Linked DNA regions of Mus musculus: region 1 is linked to region 2. Evidence: chromatin contacts called from public promoter capture Hi-C data. All regions are on one chromosome and are shown on one strand. Each heading gives the region's core, a stretch centred on a gene start, on an enhancer-like site or on the middle of the called end of the contact. The rest is flanking DNA. Distances are from core to core; before and after follow the strand shown. Region 1 holds the start of Ina (internexin neuronal intermediate filament protein, alpha). Region 2 holds the start of Mfsd13a (major facilitator superfamily domain containing 13a).

Region 1 (5,276 bases), core at 1,951-4,450, 660 kb before region 2:
TCCCTCAGCAGGCCCTCTGAGGCTTCCAAGGCTGATGGGGAACATGGAGCTGCAGAGCCTGCAGTTACTCCTGCCTCTTGTTTCCTGCAGACTGTGTCTAGACACCCCTACTATTTCCTAGCACCGAAAGCTTGTATTTTAGAGCAAATAAGCCAGAGTGTAAGAGAGCCACAGGAGAGTGCAGCAAAGCCCAATTCAGCTGTTTGGGGTGGGTTAGTTACACGTTTTGCAGAAATACTAGTCCTGAGGAATACCTAATTCAACATTTGCACTAAGTGTGATTAATTCAGATCATCCAGGGCCTAGGACACATACTGAAAAGCTCAACGTACAGATTTTGTAGCAAAACTGGAATATTTATTTGAATAAGACTGTAATATCAGACTAACGAGAGACATCTCAAATAAGACTTTTCCCTTTATGAAAGGGAGCCATTCATAATGGACAGTAAATACCTGCACATCAATAAATTCTCTTGCTTCTGACAAAACGGTACTTTGAAATATGCCATTTCTAGGTTCTATTCTTATTAATGTTCCTTAAACACATTGATTTCATCAAATGTAAAATTCAACCCTAGCTAGAATAAATTATTTCTGAATTATTATATCCCAAAGAGCTTTTATTGTTCATTGTACTTAAACCACCTAATTTTGTGTGTGTGTGTGTTTTTTTCTACATTTTTCATTTGTCCTGTCTTCTGTCTCTGAGCCTTTTGTATTCACAAGCTAGCATGTTCAATGTAGTGAAACTGAGGACACAGTGGCCTTTGTTGTGACGAAAGAGCCAATCATTACCTTCACAGAGCTTACAGGGCAGGGAAAGGTGAAACACAAAAGTCACCTATAACAAAGAAACCATCTCTGTAACTCGCCATGTGCCCATAAGCTGAAAAAGATGTCAAGGTAACAGAGGTTTTCAAGTGAGACCTCACAGCCTTCGAGCCGATTAAAAGGTTTTTGTTAACTGCAAAGCTATCCTTGGAGGCAAAAATTGAAGCTATCTACAAGATGAGCTTTGAGTTCATTTAGCCAAGATTGATTGTGTTACATCAAAAAAAAAAAAAAAAAAAAAAAAAAAAAAAAAAAAGAAGCAGTTAATTGCATTGAGGCCTAGACTTCCTAACTGGGACAATTTGGAAACATAATGAAGCAGGAGACATTTCTGCGTTGGGAGGAACAGGAGATCAGCACCTCGGACAGCGCCCTGACCGGTCTCAAGCTGAACGGGCTCAAAGCTTGTTTAGTAGATGGACAAGGAAACTGCGCGTGTGTCTCGCGGGTTTCGTGTGTGTGTGTGTGTGTGTGTGTGTGTGTGTGTGTGTGTGTGTGTGTGTGTGTGTGCGCCCGCGCGCGCAAGGGTGGGGCAAGGCAGTTGTCATTAGCTTAAATATGCTACATCCCACTCCTTTTTTAGAGCAAAACTCAAGAAAGTGAGCCTTCTTCCCAATCCTAAAGCGGACGATACTCTGTAAATATCAATTCTCAGTAAGACTCAGAAAAGACTTCTCAAAGTCAACTAAACAAACCAGATTCTTAAGTACCCGCCCACAGAAGCCATGACCTGCGCCCTCTGGGGACACTTTGGGTCGGCACTGTTCTGTTAGTGTGTCTGTACTCTTGGTGACAGGAAGGCATGGTTACTTTTTTTTTTTTTTTTGACTCCTAGAAAGATTAAAGACTCCTTTGTTAGAAGAGTTCAGACAAGCGACTGGGGGTGGGGTTGTGGCTCCGTGTTACTGCATATGCCTAGTATATGCATGAAGACTTGGGCTCTGTGCCTCAAACTCCCCCACCCTCCAAAATAGAGGGCGAAGACATCAAGGGCTTGAAGAGCTAGCTTCCAGGCACATACAGTCCACATTTGCGGCTGCATGCGTGAGACTTCGTGGTTTTTTTTTTAATTTGTTTGTTTGTTTGTTGACTGACGCCTCTAGTCAACGCTCCCCTCTCTCCCCTTTCCCTCCCGTGGTTTCCTAGGGCACCAGTTTACAGGGAGTGAAGCTATCTCTGTACGGAAAAGGACAGGGCACTCTTTCCTATGCAGCATCCCAGCCCTTACCTGGTAGCCGGCCACCTCAGCGCTGTGCCGCTCCTCCAGTTCCAAGATCTGCCTCTCCAGGGACTCATTGGCTCCGCGCAGACCCTCTATCTCAATGGTACGTGCCTGGAGCTGGCGCCGGTACTCGTGGATCTCCTCTCGGCTGGCTCGGATGGCTTCGGTGCTGCGCGCAGCCTGCTCGTTTAGGTTGGCGAACTTGGACTTGTACCACTCCTCGGCGGACTGCAGGTTCTTAGCGGCCAGGGACTCATACTGCGCGCGGATCTCCCTCAGCGCCGAAGTCAGGTCTGGTTTAGCCACGGCCACGTCCACCTCGGCGGCGGCTTGCGAAGACGCCTGCAACGTGGCCAGGAGCTCGGCCACCTCCTCGTCGTGGACCTGGCGCACGAAAGCCAGCTCGTCCAGCAGCGACTCCACCTTCTTCTCCAGATCCAGGCGGGCCAGGGTGGCGCCGTCCACGTCGCGCTGCTGCGCCTTCAGGGCGCGCTCGGCGCCTTCGCGCCCGCGGCTCTCCTCCTCGCAGCGCGCCCGCAGTCGCTGCACCTCCTCGGCCAGCCCATCGCGCTCCAGCAGGGCCTGCGCGCGCGCCGAGCTCGCCTCCTCCAGCTGCGCGCGCAGCTCGCGCAGCTCGCGCTGGAAGAGCTCGCCGACGCGCGACGGCTCGGCGTGGCGCTGGCGCAGCGCGGCCAGCTCGGCCTCGAGCGCACGGTTCTGCGTCTCCAGCTGGTGCACCTTCTCGATGAACACGGCGAAGCGGTCGTTGAGGCCCTGCAGCTGCTCCTTCTCGTTAGTGCGGATGATCTTGTACTCGTTGGTGCGCGCCGCCGCCTGGCTCAGGTCCAGCCCGTCGGAGGCCGGCAGGCGGCGGTAGGCCAGGCCCAGGCCGAGGGACGAGGCCGAGGAGCAGGCGGCCGTGGAGGCCACATTGCTGCGGGACAGCGACTGCGAGCGGAAGCTGCCCGAGCCTCCCGGCCCGGACAGGCGCGCGGAGAGGCGCGAGCTGTCCCCGAACACCTTGCGGTAGGAGGAGGCGGAGCACAAATAGTGCTCCGATCCGAAGCTCATGGTGCCGGGGTCGGGGCCGGGTGCGCGGCTGCGGCGGGACCTGGCGAGGACGCGAAGGTGCGGCAAGGCTGGGTGCGGCGGGGCGGTGTGCGGGGCTTTTAAGGCGCGGGGTTGGGGCGACGCGCTAGGGGTGGAGCTTCATCTTCAGATCGAGCGGGGAGAGGAAGGGGGGCCTGCGGGGGCGGGGGAGCGCAGTGCCACCGCAGCTGCGCGCCACCGTCCTGGGCCGTCCCTGTCCGCTGCGCCTGTACCCCAAGAATCTGCCTTGGGAATGACCGGAGGGGAGGGAGTGCCCAAACAACCTTGGCTTCCCGGCCGAGCGCTCTCAGCTCTTTGATGGCGTTAGAGCCTGTCCTTTTTTTTCTGCTCTTATCCCCCACGGAGAGGAGGTTTTTCTGAAAGGTGTCCTCTATTCTCATCCGCATCCCAGAGTTCCCAAGGGTAAGGCCCTGTTCCTCTCCACTCTTTACAGGGGGAGCGGGCAACCCCCTCTTTATCTCCTGGCTTAGGCGGCTCCTGGTTCTCTTCGGAGAAAGTGGGACCACTTCAGAGAGCATCCCTCAGTTCCGCCACCACAGGAGATAGGATTCGCAGAAAGAGTGAGATTCTCGGGGACATTGGTGACGAACAAGAGGCTGATTTTTTTTTTCCCCAAGGGTGCAAAGGGTTACCGGGAGGAAAGCGGTCTGTCCTGGAAAGGACAAAGCGTTGAGAATTAGCAGGATTCACCTCTAGACCTCCAGTCACCGTGCGTGCCAGGACCGCAGGCTGCTAGAAAGGCTGCAGGCTTTGGTTTAAACAAACAAAAAGCCCCAAACCAACAACAAAACACATTAGATTTTAAAACGTTTCAAAACTGGATTTCTAGTCAGGAGGTTTCATCTAAACAGAAACTGGATTGATTTTGATCTTTTAATGCCCAGCCCCTGCTACTCTTGAAAGCAGAAGGTTTAGGATGACTGCGGTGGGCGAGTGCCTTTGTTTAAGTGCGTTGTTCCTCAGGGCTCCCAGCACTTCAGAGTCACCCCTCTTACCCCGGTTTTTGTTTTTTTGTTTTTGTTTTTATCTGTCTGGCCCTGCAAGCGTTTGACAATCCATTCTGAATTGGACGGGAGCACCATTTTCTGTGGGGATTAGTCTTTGGACCAAAGACTCATTTCCAGGAGTGAGGCAGAGGAGCAGGGCTGACAGAATTGGCCGTCCTCGCCACACCCGGTTAGGATGGAGTGGGAGCCTGAACGATAGATGGATCTAGTTTACCTTCTATCCTGTGGCACAACTCCAGGAAATGTGAAGCCCTTTGCTTTCTAGTTCCGAATTCCAAACTTACATTTGTTTGTTTTGAAACAAGGCTCCCATTCTGTGCCCCTAGTAGCTAAGTTGGTTTTGCTCTCAGTCTAAGCTGGCCTTGAGCTCCTGGCAATCCTCCTGCCTCTGCCTCCCACATGCAGCAGTCACCAGTGTGGCCCACCATAGCTGGCCCTTATCACCTTTTATGATCTTGGGGTTCTAGAACAAGTTTTGTTTCACTTCATGAAGGGATGTATTACTTGGACAGGACTCTGAAAGTAAGAGAAAAGTCATTTTATGGAACATATCCCCTGGCTTTGTGTCACAGCTGCCCTGTCTCCTTACCATTTACCAAAAACCCGAGCTAAAAACCATGCTGGTTTTTTTCGGGCTCTGTAAGACTCGGATGCTGGAAGACACCAGTGGTGGTGAGGAATTACTGCCTGGCAGTCATGGTGGAGTGCTTGAGTGTGGTTTTGTCTTTCTTCTGGCCGGTTTTCAAGATGGCTGTCATTCCTGGCCCAAGGCCACCAGGAAGCAACGGCATACATTCTTTCCAACACGGAATTTCTCTTAGTTTCACGAGACTCTTGTCATCTTTTGTAGCCAGAATAGGGCTCAGTAGGCTTCAGAGAATTTTGGTCAATAGCAGATGACCGGGGTTATATTTGAAGATCATTGAACTGAGAGGTGATGGGTGTGCATCTCGACCCTCCCTTGCTTACCGTGTAAGAGTGACAGCACCACAGCGCCTCTCGTGGTGGCGGAAGGCCGAGATGGCGCACCTGATTGTGCTGTTCATTCTGCTTCTGGATAAGGATATCTCTGCCATCTCTGGAACTCATACACATTTGCCTCCC
Region 2 (4,868 bases), core at 293-2,792:
ACGAGGGCAGTGTTGGTAAAAGCCAGCAGTAAGTTACAACCCTTTCACCCAGGACACAGTACCAAGCTAAGAAAACAAGGGCAGAATGTGACCCAGGTAGTAGTAAAAGGGGCCAGACTAAAAAGGGAGTTTGTAAGCCTCCACCAAGCTTCTATCAAGATGGAAGACACCCGCTGAGGGTAGGAGACACAAAAGCATTTCTCTCTTGAGGAGCCCTTCGGAGATACTTCAAGATCCTTCTCCTAGCAGTCCACTCTCCAAGGTTTCTGGGAGATTAACAACAGGAAAGATTGGCCAACCGCAGCAACCTCTGGTGACAGAGTACAATTGAGGGAGGAAACCAAGGAGTAACCGGCTGGGCCCGGAAGGAAGACTATCAGGAGGAGGAGGGTAGGCGGTTCCCACTCCCTTCAGGAGGGAGCCTGTAGAGACCACAGAGGGGAAAAACTACTAAGTAATACTGTATGTATCAGCAGTGCTTGGGTCAAGGATGAACGCTATCCTCACGTAGCCACAAAACTTGTTCCCACGTCTGTGGAAAAAGCAAATCTGTTTGCTGCCTGTCCTGCCAGTATCGAATGAGCAGGTGGAATTTCAAGTCATAATAACAAAGCAAATACTAGGCGTGTCATTTTCTCAGCAAGCTGCTGACTGGATTGTTAGCTGTTTCACTCCCTGGTCAGTCTCCGCAGAATGAAGGAGCCCGCAGGAGAGTTGTTGAAGGAGCCCGACTCTCTCCCGCGAGTTAACAGGTTCACCCTCCTCGGATGGAAAATGGAGTTTTCACCCATTGCCAGAGGGACTTTCTCGGTCCTTCACAGGATTTTATGGTGGCACGAAAGTGTCAGAGCCGACTCACCTCAGAATCGCTGGCCACTTCTAAGTCTCTGAGGAATTAACTGGGAATCAACCCAGGAGCTTTCTACTCAGAAACACGTGTAGTGGTTTTCATTTCGTTTGCACATTACCTGAAGAGCTAGCTATTCTAGAACACCTAGGCTCGGACCTCGCTCAGACCTCTAAAATTGGGATCTCTGGAGGTGATGCCCAGCATCTTTTAAACTATCCAGTGGTTCTACTCTGCTACCAGGTTTAAGGGCCACTAGGTCAATGAGTGAATCCCGGCCTGAACCATTGCATCCATGAACTCAGATTCCTCAAGGAGCAACCTGGACGGTGCATCCCCTTTTCTTACCCCAACAGAGACCTTCAGCGGGGATTCTACACTTGCCCCTTGGTCCCAATTCCTCCTGACCCCAGAATTTTCCAATCCATAATCTGGCACCTTAAGGAACCGCGCAAAGTGTCCCAATGACTCAAACAGCGCAACGCATTCCCGCCCCACCCTCGGGCTGGTCCTTTGTATCAGATCAGCCCCGGGGTCCGGCCCGCTCCTCCGGGACCGGAGAGGTCCTGGGCCGTGGGCCAGCAGCTCACCGCAATCCTGGCAGACGATGCCTAATTCCGCGGCAGCGGGGGAGCCAGGTGCCAGCCAGTGCGCCTGCGCGCTAGCAGCCTTGGGCTTCCCCAGTCTCTCCCTCCGCCCCTTCCCAGCTATTGGCTCCGCACGGCTCTCCCGATAGCAGCTCGGGCAGGTGACCGCGCCTGAGGCTGTCGCTGCCATGTTTGTAATGGGCTATTTCCCTTAGGGACCCAAAAGAAAACGGGCATCAGGCAACAGGGGCAGGTTGCCTGGATTCCTGAAGTACTTATCTCCTCTCTCTTACCTCCACGAAAACTGTCATTTCAGCTCAAAGCAAGTTCCTCTTGGGGACTCTCCCTTCTCTTCCCCGATCCTAATTTCAGAAGATGAGAATTTAGCAGAGACTACCTACGGCTGGATTGTGAGCCTGCGAGTGCAAAGTCCAGCTTGAGCTGTGGGCATGAGGAATCAAAGGAATGGAGAGCCAGGGCAGGAGATGGTAGACACAGGCACTTGGCCATTAACCCACAACCCATGCTGCCCGACTTCTTTGTAGTGGTAGTAATAAGAATTAGAAGACGAAGCCGGGCGTGGTGGCGCATGCCTTTAATCCTAGCACTTGGGAGGCAGAGGCAGGCGGATTTCTGAGTTGGAGGCCATCTTGTCTACAGAGTGAGTTCCAGGACAGCCAGGGCTACACAAAGAAACCCTGTCTCGAAAAACCTAAAAAAAAAAAAAAAAAAAAAAAAAAAAACAAGAATTAGAAGAGGAAGTAATGCCTGATTGTGCCTTTCTGAAATTCCTGTTGTTGTTGTTGTTGTTGTTGTTGTTGTTGTTGTTGTTGTGGTGGTGGTGGTGGTGTTGTTTTACGAGACAGGGTTTCTCCATGTGGCTCTAGCTCTTCTGGAACTCACTATGTAGACCAGGCTGGCCTCGAACTCCCAAAGATCTGATAATTTCCACCTTCTGAGTGCCGAGGTTAAAGGCATAGTCTGTAATTCTTGCTACATAGAAGGCTAGCCTGTGCTGAATACAGAGTGAATTAAGGGCAATCCGGGCACTTTAAACCCTATCTCAAACTAAAAACAAAAACAGGGCTGGCGATACACACACATAAAAGAACTGCTCAGCCACCTACTATTATGTACTTTGCAGGATAGGTGCACCGTTCCAAATGCCTCTTCCTCAAATTATACATGGGAAGTAGATGCTATTATTTCCACTTACAGATGAAAATAACCACTGGGTGCTGGTGGCGGCTGCACATACCTTTAGTCTTGGCACTGGGAAGGCAGAGACAGGTGAATTTCTGCTTTCAAGGCCAGCCTGATCTACAAAGCAAGTCCCAGGAAAGGTAGGGCATACAGAGAAATCCCATCTCAAAAACCAACCAACCAAACAACCAACCAAGCAAAAACCCTGAAGTTCAGAGAAACAGTCAATGAATTGTTTCTGTTTTTCGAGACAGTGTTTCTCTCTTTAACAGCACTAGCTGCCCTAGAACTCATTTTCTAGTCCAGATTGGTCTTGAACTCACAGAGATCTTCATGCCTCTGCCTCCTAAGGGCTGGGATTAAAGATGTGCACCACCGTGCCCAGCCTTCAACAAATTTCATACAACCAGATGCCCAACCAGGTTAGACCAGACTTCTCTGGAGTCTCAGAGGAGTCCTTCCTCTTCCACACTTACTAGACCTTTAAAATCAAGTCTGTATGGCTCAGTCCAGTTTCTAAGCAATCAAATAGGACCCGCTGCTATCTGTTTGGTTTCCCTACTGTGTTGGTTTGTATATGCTCGGCCCAGGGAGTGGCACTATTAGAAGGTGTGGCCCTGTTGGAGCAGGTGTGTCACTATGGATGTGGGCTGTAAGACCCTCTTCCTAGCTGCCTGGAAGTCAATATTCTGCTAGCAGCCTTCAGATGAAGGTGAAGAACTCTCAGCTCCTCCTGCACCATGCCTGCCTGGTGATAATGGAATGAACTTCTGAACCTGTAACCCAGCCCCAATTAAATGATGTCCTTTTAAGAGTTGCCTTGGTCATGGTATCTGTTCACAGCAGTAAAACCCTAAAACACCTACCCTGAGATATAAGGCAAGGAGTGCCTCTTTTGACTTTTCTGCCAAGGGACCTTCTTTTTGTTGAAACTGCTCCATTGCTTATGGGGATTTTGTAGGCATACAGGGAGAACTAGAGCTGAACATGACGAAGCCCATCTGTAGTCCAGGCACTTGGGAGCTGAAGGCAGTGTAAAAGAAAGAAAGAAAGAAAGAAAGAAAGAAAGAAAGAAAGAAAGAAGAGAGAGAGAGAGAGAGAGAGAGAGAGAGAGAGAGAGAGAGAGAGAGAGAGAAAGAAAGAAAGAAAGAAAGAAAGAAAGAAAGAAAGAAAAGAAAGCAGGGGACTAGAAATGTAGGTAGGTTTGGAAGGGTTCTCACTGAGCATACCTGAGCCTCAGGGTCAATCCCTATGTTGGGTAAAGTGCCTATGGTTGTGGCTGTCCCTGTAGTCACAGCGCTTGGTGGACCGAAGCATCAGGATCAGCTCAAGGCCATCATTGGCTACAGAGTTTCAGGAGCTCGGGAGACTGTTTCCAAGCCGCTGGGGAACGTGCTAGAGGTTAGGCACTACTGACCCTTATGCCTTTTTGTTGCTGGCAACTTTTTGTGCAGCAGAAACATTGTCCCCTTTTTACTTTGCAACAACATAGCAATGGGTTCATCACAGCAAACCGTTGGTCCCATAGGACCCTGTTCAACCCAGTCCTAGAGAGCCTTCGGGGATCCCACAGCACTGTCCCAGACACCCACATTATCCTAGCTTTTCCCCTTCCTCTCCTCCTTCAAGCCCTCCTCTACCCTTCTATGGCCCCTGTTCTGGAATAACCCCATCCAAGTATATAAAAACATGTTTCAGCCAGGTGTGGTGGCACACGTCTTTAATCCCAGCACTCGGGAGGCAGAGGCAGGCGGATTTCTGAGTTCCAGGCCAGCCTGGTCTACAAGTGAGTTCCAGGACAGCCAGGGCTACACAGAGAAACCCTGACTGGGGGGAGGGGGGTATGTTTCAGGGTGCTTTGAGATGAAAGAAAAACAAACGAACAGATACAAGATTGCAGAGTGAAATTTATTCCAGGACTTACATACATGAAGAACAGCACCAATACTGCTGTATCCATCCAGTGAGTGTGTGTATACTAGTTAGGACAAGAGTCGCTTTCCTGCTCTTTCTTTCTTCTTTCTTGTTTTGTTTTTTCTTGAGACAGAGTTTCTCTGTGTGGCCCTGGCTATCCTGAAACTTGCTTTGTAGACCAGGCTGTGCTTAAACTCAGAAATCTGCCTGCCTCTGTCTCCCGAGTGCTGGGACTAAAGGCAGGTGCCAACCATGCCCCGCTCCTTAAAACTGTTTTTTCTATTTATTATTGTATGAGTATTTTGCCTGCATGTATG

Evidence for each region. Promoter capture Hi-C pulls out the DNA fragments that hold promoters and counts their contacts.
Region 1: a promoter capture Hi-C map of neutrophils shows a contact between it and region 2, with 4 times the contacts expected there. The contact joins the promoter of Ina here to the promoter of Mfsd13a in region 2. A contact is called at or near these places in 5 of 39 promoter capture datasets (liver, neutrophils, pre-B cells and 1 more), 1 of 484 Hi-C or Micro-C datasets (embryonic stem cells) and 1 of 115 datasets of contacts at active chromatin or transcription factors (embryonic stem cells).

The regions. Positions count from the first base shown.
Region 1 is chr19:47,012,605-47,017,880 of GRCm38.p6, reverse strand. Ina (internexin neuronal intermediate filament protein, alpha) reads right to left here and starts at 3,200. Exons shown (of 3, transcript NM_146100.5): 1 at 2,062-3,200. The coding sequence starts at 3,126. It also overlaps a transcript of Nt5c2 not described here.
Region 2 is chr19:46,353,554-46,358,421 of GRCm38.p6, reverse strand. It overlaps Mfsd13a (major facilitator superfamily domain containing 13a), which reads right to left and starts at 1,542. Exons shown (of 9, transcript NM_029186.2): 1 at 1,438-1,542.